Regions from separate parts of the Canis lupus genome. Here region 2 is linked to region 1. Evidence: chromatin contacts called from public Hi-C data. All regions are on one chromosome and are shown on one strand. The core of a region is the stretch at or near the end of the contact, and the rest is flanking DNA. Distances in the headings are between cores, read along the strand shown. Region 1 has its middle 90 kb from the start of YWHAZ. Region 2 holds the start of ZNF706 (zinc finger protein 706).

Region 1 (4,308 bases), core at 1,083-3,582:
TGGTGCAATTAAGATGAGTTACTTTCTTCTTTATAACTTTATGTATTTTAAAAAATGAATACATATTTTATAATCAGAAAAAATCAGGTTATACATTGAATAACAATGAGCAAGAAACGAATGAATGGCCAGCATGTGTGTGAGAGAGAGAAAGAAGAGGGGAAAAGGAGAAAGTGTGGGGAGGTGCAGTGGTGAGATACAAACAGATATTTTATGTGACAAGGTTTGAACAAAGCCCCTAATGCTGGGCCTTCCATTTGCCCCACTAACTCCACTTTCTCCCTTTTCCTTTCTTTTCTGTGCCTGGGGAGGCAGACCCACGTGGGCACCACTGATGACTTCCTGGGCCTATTGGCCACTGCCTGGGTTTTCCAAATGGGGGTGCACTGGCAAAGATCAGAGAGTGGAAGCATGAGATCAGGATATATTCCCCAAGTTCCTTCCCTGAACCAATGCCAAGGATATGCTGCAGGCTGTAGACTGTGTCCTTCTAGCAAATTCCACAGCTCCTGTTTGGAGGCCCTGTCCAGGCAGCCATCATCCCCTCTGTATACCCCCCTCATTCCCCATCAAGTGTAGTGCTATAAAGTTTCTCGCTTTGGTCAACCCCCGGGTTCTGTGTGATCGCTTACTTGTTTCTGGGAATTCTCCCCATAACTTTGTAAATTGCTCATTTTGAGTGTACCATCTGTTTCCAGCAGGGATCTTGACTAATACACAAGTGTGTGTGTGTGTGTGTGCGTGCGTGTGCATGCGTGCATGCGTGTGTGTGTGTTTAAGCTACTATCAAGAGAAATAGTTTTCTTCCAAATATCCTATAGTTATATCTAAACGTTCTATTTTGTTCTATAAATACACAGCCAGTATGTAACATACATCTCAGTCCACAATTACAGGTACCAAATACTTTTGTCATTTTCTATAGCTCGATTTAATATCTATTTTGCATCTCCATCCCACTGGGGTGGCAAAACATAGGGTCGCCCAGTGTGGGATTTACTCCTCCACCTCTTTCCCCAGTCTGGTATCTGAGTAATGGAGAGTCTCCTGCTATCGAGGTGCTGCTGGTCGGTGGGATGTCATCTGGCCACGTGGGCAGCTGCCAGGCCACCCCGTGCCCCGCTTTGTTCTCAGTCAGCAATTCAAGAGGTTTGGTGAGCCTTCTACTTCTATGCTATCCACACATTTCTATGCGGTTTTTGTGTTACTCTGGGGCATGGGAAAGTCTGGGAGGCTGCGTAAGCCCCACCTGTCAGGTCAGGCGTGCAGCCACTTTTTCTCTAGTCTTGCCACTTCCTCGGGGCGCTGCCAGGGAAGCATAACACCAGTCCCACTGCTGCTTTCACTCTGGCTTTCCACAGCATATCTCAGAGTCTCCCCGGGTCTCAGCCTGTGGTCTCTTGGGGACCCACCAATGCCCATCCTTAAATTGTTTCTCTTGCAGGGTTATTTCCCCTCCAGCCAAGGAAACTTATTTTCTAGTCTGTATTGTGGGGAAGCTTCCTCATTGCCTATTCTCCTAAATACTCGGCTTAATAGATGCTCAAGCTATGTAGGTTCATCTGTAAGGCTAATTTGGTAGTAATTATGAAGTTGGTACAAAACATAATCACTTCAGAAAAGTTCAGCATTAAAAAAAAGAAAAGTTCAGCATTGTGACGGGTGTGTAGAGGATGTTAGATTCATTCTATCCTAATTTTCTCTTTCACACACTGTACACAATCATGTGCATTTAAAACTTTGGGGAGGGACGCCTGGGTGGCTCAGTGGTTGACCATCTGCCTTTCGCCTAAGGCATGATCCCGGGGTCCCAGGATCGAGTCCCATATCGAAGTTACTGCTTCTCCCTCTGCCTGTGTCTCTGACTCTCTGTGTGTCTCTCAGGAATAAAATCTTAAAAAAAATAAATAATAAAACTTTGGGGAGAACAGGCTTCAGGCAGGCATATGGCACTTTTTAATGAAAGACAATACTGTACTCTTACAAGGGAAAATCCTGTACATTCCTTTTCTTTCAAAGTAGTTTAATGCAAGTTTTCCAATTTGGGTATGTACAAAAGTTTCACAAATTAGAACTTCTTAAAAGTCACTTATTTGGAGAGAAACTGCTAGGCCTGCAGATATAATTTTCTGCCACTAGATGTCTCTGAGTCTTAAAGTAGCACAGCAATGAGGTTTGTGTCTATTTATATACACACAGCACCTACCTCCCAGTTACAGTTTCATAATCCTCTTATGTAATGCTGGGTCCTCAGCTACAGTTAATCATCAGTTGGGAAATGGGTGGGGGAAGGGTGTCCCAAGGGCTGTATGCCCCCACGACAGGGCCAGAAATGCTGAGAGAAGGGTCTGTTCTTGTGTGACCACACAGAACCTCCCGGTTCTGAAATTTGCCCATGCCCTGGGCAGGGAAGGCATGGGCAGGGAAAACAGAGCTGCCTGTGACATGTGACCAGCTGGATGCAAAGACCAAATCATCCTTTCTTACAGATTGGAACCAGCAGAGGAGCTAGTGGGCTGAGTAACAGCTCAGCCCTGCATCTGTCCCCTGGCTGCAGGCGCCACTTAAAACCCTCCCACCCGCCACACCTGCCCCCCATCTGCTGGGGGACCAGGGAACCCCACAGCCAGCAAATGCCACAGAATTCTCTCCAGACTCCTATACATATTGTCAAGGCATCTCACCAATCTGTTTTCTATGGTACTTTCCTTTTTTTTTTTTTTTTTTTTTAAGATTTTGCCTATTTATTCATGAGAGACACAGAGAGAGGGGCAGAGACATAGGCAGAGGGAGAAGCAGGCTCCCTGCAGGGAGCTCGATGTGGGACTCGATCCTGGGACCCCAGGATCATGACCTGAGCCAAAGGCAGGTGCTCAACTGCTGAGCCACCGAAGCATCCTCTCTATGGTGCTTTCCTGCACGTGTCTGTCTGCCAGCTTGGACAGACACTCCCGGAGGGTACAGACTGCTCCTGTTCATCTTTGCAGCCCCTACAGCACCACGTCCAGTGCTTTCTATGAAGGTATATAGTGGATGTCTGTTGCAGCCAATGCATGATCATGGATGATGTGAGAAGGCTGATGAAATTATTCACCACGGATGAGATTTTGAACCTTAAAAAAAATAGCTCAAGTCCTCCAATAACAGAAATCACCTTAAATGAATGCCCACCCCAATGGTTATTTGGAAGCTGATTTATGCAGCTCCTTAAAGCCTATCATTTCAGTGCAAGAGTTAAACGTGTGTACTGTATAGTAAGAATCCCTGGGGTGAACCTGAGCCCCAATATCTATTAGTTCTGTGACCTTGTGGCAGGAGACAGGTAATCTCTGGCTCAGTTATGAACAATCACAGTATTCATTCCATAGATTTGTGAAGATTCAGTAAGTTAATTTTCATCACCTGCTTCACATAGCTCCTGGCACACCGTCATGGCTCAATAATGGTTAAAAGCTGGGGACCAAAGTGACAATGCCTCCAGTTCAAACCCTTCTCTGTTTAATTTAGACAGGTTACATAAACTCTCCAGGCCTCAGTTCTCTAGTCTGTAAAGTGGGGATAATGCTACTTAGTTCATAGGGGGAATAAGTGACGTAAGCTACCAACCCACGTTAGCTAATATCAGCATCACACTTCAGTCCTTACAACATTAAGCAAACAGCTCGAGGACAGAGTGGTCAAGAGATCAGGCGTCGGTCATGACAACACATTCACAATATTGGCAACTCCTCATTTTTCTTTAACTCCTTACTTTTGTATGATTTTGTAAAGCAGTTTATATTTATTATTTTACTTGGATCCTAAAGCCCTTCTGGCTCATTTTAATCCAGAGGATGCTGATAATTAGTAAAACAAATGGTTTCAGGCTTCCTTGTTCCATCAGAGGACAAGGAAAGCCAAGAATGAAGGTAGTTGGGCAAAGGAGAGAAAGGAAGGAAGGAAGGAAGGAAGGAAGGAAGGAAGGAAGGAAGGAAGGAAGGAAGGAAGGAGAGGTGACGAGTCGTAAGCTCTATCCTTCAGCGGTGGCTCCTACCCTGTTCCAGTTGGTGGAATTGTTCATGGCTCTTTTGAAAACACAGTGGGAGCTGTGAATACTCACCCAGAAAACTATACATGAACACAACATTTTCACAGCATTTGCACAGGGTCAGACTGCGATCTGGTGCAAGCGATCATTTGCGTCCCTTTCCAATTAATTTCTTAACAAATGCTTATTTAATATTTACTACTAGTGGCAGAGAGAAGCTAATTTTGTATTCATAAAACTCATGCTTCTCTTTGTGCTTGAGATTAGAATTTATCACATAC
Region 2 (4,308 bases), core at 1,091-3,590, 300 kb after region 1:
TTTATCAGTACCTTATGTTAGAATACTTCAGTCCTCCATGCATCTGAACTCTTCTACAGAATGTCTGCTACGAATGCTAACACAGATCCTGTGGGTAACCTCAATTGATTTAAGCCACCAATTCCAGAAGTTTCTTTGGTAATTACAAGTTATTAACTATTTTCATGCAGTGATCTGCACAATGCAACGAGATGCACATTATTTTTAACTTTTCCATTTAGGGCTTCTCCTAAAATATAACATTACACAATAGATTTAACCCATTTTCACCTAACAGTAACAAATAAAACCATAAAAGCTTTAATAAGTAGAAACTGTAATCGCTTATTCTCATTTTAAAAACAGAAATCTTAGCACCTGGTAAAGGAAATAGAGTCAACAGTCTAAATGCGTGGGGTAGGCCCTTGACTTCCAACAACTCACTGCATTGATTTCCTTTCTGAAAGCAGAAATGCAAACGAACGAGCCACCTGCTTTTGGGCAGCTCAACTCAGGAACTGCTCTCAAGCCACTCGAATTTTCTACAAAATCTTAAGCACGACTTCTTAATTGCACAGGACAAACTGAGGCCCGCAGGACCCCTTAAGCGCAGGTTGTTAACGTAACTCTGTGTGGTTTTCTCAGAACGCTGCGGAGAGGGAAGTAGAACCAAGAGTTCTCTCCAAAATGAAGAGCTCTTACCGAGGCAACAAGTAAGCAGTGCCCCCCCCCCCCCCCGGAAAAGATCCCCTTAAAACCAAAACAGACGAGCAAGAAAAATGTTGGGATCCAGGAAGTAGGAGCATTCTCCACAACCCTCTGAAACCAAGAGGCCCGGGCTGATCGACGTTCCGACCCTAGCTCTTAGCCCCGTCCCGTCGGGGGAGGGAAGAGGAAAGCGCAGGAGAAGGTCGACCCCGGCCCCGGGCGGGGAGCCCCGTCCTCACCCCTCCTCAGCCGCCACACAGCCCCCACCTACCCGCCGCTTCCCACAGACCCCGGCCCGAGGCGCGCCTCCCGGGCTTCGGCTGCCGAAACCCGGCCCCTCCGGCCCCGGCTCCAGAAGCCCAGCGGCGGCGGCCGCCACGGGGTAAGGTTACCGCCGCGCTCGGCTGCCGCGGGCGGCCTGCACCCCGCCACCTGCAGGGCCCGGCAGGCGCCGAGCTCCCCGCCGCCGCGCCCGCGCCCGCGCCCGCGCCCGCGCCCGCCCCCGCGCCCGCACAGGGCCGGCCCGGCCCGGCCCCGCCGCCGCCTGGAAGGCCCGGAGGCCGGCGGCCCCTCGCGACCCGCCGCGACCCCGCCGCCAGGCCCCCACCCGGCTCCCCGACGTCCTGCGGCGTCAGCGCCGCCCCCGCAGCCGCTCACCCGGGCCGGGACAGGCTTGCGTCGGAGACCGCGCAGCGCGAGGCGGCCGGGGAGGTGGCCGGAGGGAGAGGAGGGGGAGCGCGCCCAGCACCGCTTCGGCCGCCTCCACCCGCCGAGGACGGGAAGAGGAGAGCACAACAGCCCGCGCCTCGCGCCCGCCGCCGCCGCCGCCGCCGCCGCGCGCGCCCGCCGCCGCCTCAGCCTCGGGGGAGGCCACTACGCTCGTGCCCGCGCACGCCGCGCAGCGCTCCCAGGCGCCCCAGCGCCCGCCCGCCCGCCGCCCACTCGCCTTCCTGCTGCGGCCGCCTCCCCCGCCCCGCCCCTGCTCGCACGCCGCCGCCCTTTCCGGTCGCACGGGCCAATGGCAGCGCGCCCCTGTTACATAAGCGTCGGGGGGCGGGGCCTGGCGGCGCCGGCGGCCCCTGCGCGACGGGAACTGCGGGGGACGTCGCCCCGTGTCCCCGGCGCCCCGCCCCGGCCGCGTGCTCTCTGGGCGGCTTCTGCCGGCGCGGGAGCCGCGTGATGCCGGTCCTGCTGGGTGACGGCCCGCGGCGTGTTTCGCAAGTCGCTCGCCAGCTCCCTCGGTGGGGCGGCGGCCGGGCCTCGGGCCCCGCGTCCCTTCTCACCCGCCTCCCGCCCCGCCGGCGCCTGCAGTGCCGCGGCCCGGGGACCGGCCCCGAGAGCTGCGCGGGCGCCGGAGACCGTGGGGCCCGGGGCGCCCGCCGCCCCCGCCGCGCCCGCCGCCCCCGCCGCCCCCGCCGCGCCCGCCGCCCCCGCCGCCCCCGCCGCCCCCGCCGCGGCCGCGCAGCCTTTGTTCTTTCGCGCACCGGCCCGCAGCCTGGTTCCCACGGAAACCACGGTTATTTTTACCAGTCTGGGGGGTTAGGGAGTTGAGGATTCCAGCCGCACTGCCTCGGCGCCGCTGGCTGGGTCCCCGGCCGGCTCCGCCATCTACTACCAATGCGCAGAGTTGCTAGTACTGGGGGAAATGGCTAAGTTGAATTTGGTTGTTGTTTGCGTCTTGATTTACAGGCCACGACCTCAACCTCCAGTACCTGATTAAGAACTATTGCGGTTGTGATCTGCTGATCATCTGGAAATGGCATTTTAGACTTTGGCTTTACGCCGCCTCTCCCCCGCCCCGCCCCCCACCGCGCGCGTTGGTTTCTAATTAGATTTATTAGTAACGAGGAAAAGGGAAGCCTTTGTGTTTGGCGTCCTCACCTTGCCCATAGCGTCCACGCTCCACTCGCCTGTCAGTACCCAGGAGAAGCGAGTTTAATATAAACTCGGGGGAGTGGGATACAGTCGTGACAGAATGGTTCAAAATAAGCGGGAAGGAGCTAGCAGCTCGTCGCATTTGGGTAGCATACAATGATCTGGTTGATAAGTCCTTCCTTATCCTCATTTCAGCCTCTCTCATCTTTACTTTCATATCTCTCCCCGTTTTATCATTTTTATTTTTTTAAACACTCTTTTTTGATATTTTATTTATTTATTCATAGACACAGGGAGAGAGGGGGCAGAGACACAGGCAGGGAGAAGCAGGCTCCACGCAGGGAGCCCGACGTGGGACTCGATCCGGGGTCTCCAGGATCACATCCCAGGCTGCAGGCGGCACCAAACCGCTGCGCCACCGGGCCTGCCCCTCTCCTGGTTTTAAATTGACGTTCTTAAATCTTACCGATACCTCTCCAATATTGAGCTGCAAGCTCATTTTCATCACCATATGCTCAGTGCCTAGCAGTGTGCTAAACATGGTAGGCACTGATTAAATGGATGTTGGCCAAATGAACTGGAGGTATCTAAAGAAAGCAAAACTTTGGACATAGCATGAAGCTCTAGCTTAGTCAGTAGTCACCACAACCATAATGACTGTGTTAACCTGGCTAACAGGAGGGGGATGAGGTACTCAGAGAACCTAAAGACAGGAAATCCAAAGAGCTGCGTTTGTCTAGCCATGAATCAGAGTGGGCAGTGGAAAGGGACAGAGAAATTTGGCAGGCTGAAATAAGTCTTACCTGGAGAGGGGATTTTTGCTGTGAGGCGATATTACTATGCCACTTGTTACCGATGCCTAGACGAAATATCCATTTAAGCTAGTGTTTCTTAAAATTCTGCATTATACCACCTTTTAGGTATGGTAAAAGCTAAGGACTTTGCCCCCAGAAAGTTCGTATACATAGAAATTTATCTCCATTGGTAGAGTTTCTCAACCTTGGCACCACTGACACTTTGGGCTAGATAATTTGTTGCTCTGGGGGGCCTGTCCTAGGGATTGTAGGATGTTTGGCAATACCCCTGCTCTGTAACCTTTTGATGCCAATATCATGCTATCTCCAGTCGTCACAAATGAAAAATGTGTCCATATCTTTCCAAGTGTCCTCTGGGGGTCAAAATCTCCCCTGGTAAAAACTGCTGCTTACAGGATATGGTATTATGGTAACTTTATATGTTGGTTAGGGCATTTGAAATATGAAGGGAAGAAAGGAATGGATAAGATTCAACATCTGAGAAGTGATGAACAGTAAACGAAAAGTGGATGAATTAGCATTACTACCAGCTGGTGTCCTACTTATTCTATAGAAATGTGACAGCAACTGGGATATGAAAACCTTAGAAGGATTTTTAGACACATTGCTGGTTTTAATTGTGAATGCTGCAGTATTTCTATTGACTAGTTCTCTTCTACCTTTAGACAATTACTCGAGGTTAATATACAGTAATCATATGCCTATTTTTTTTAAAGATTTTATTTATTTATTCATAGACAGAGAGAGAGGCAGAGACACAGGCAGAGGGAGAAGCAGGCTCCATGCAGGGAGCCCGATGTGGGTGGGACCCGATCCCGGGTCTCCAGGATCACACCCCAGGCTGCAGGCGGCGCCAAACCGCTGCGCCACCAGGGATGCCCCCATATGCCTATTTTCAAGCCAAAATCACAACCAGGTTAAAATGCTTCTC

What was found. A called contact is a pair of places that touch in the nucleus more often than the background predicts.
Region 2: a contact with region 1 is called in a Hi-C map of blood, with 4 times the contacts expected there. The contact joins the promoter of ZNF706 here to the enhancer-like site in region 1. A contact is called at or near these places in 3 of 9 Hi-C or Micro-C datasets (amygdala and blood).

What each region holds. Positions count from the first base shown.
Region 1 is chr13:2,802,074-2,806,381 of UU_Cfam_GSD_1.0, forward strand. No RefSeq gene overlaps it. Among named protein-coding and RNA genes, the nearest start is that of YWHAZ, 90 kb to the right of the region's middle. Within about 2 kb of position 2,333, at least 14 of the 20 cell types and tissues checked have an H3K27ac peak or open chromatin away from gene starts, as enhancers often do. A contact at or near this core is called in blood, where this site is marked.
Region 2 is chr13:3,106,353-3,110,660 of UU_Cfam_GSD_1.0, forward strand. It overlaps ZNF706 (zinc finger protein 706), which reads right to left and starts at 2,341. Exons shown (of 4, transcript XM_038555218.1): 1 at 2,215-2,341. It overlaps LOC119864266 (a long non-coding RNA gene), which reads left to right and starts at 450. Exons shown (of 2, transcript XR_005368442.1): 1 at 450-692.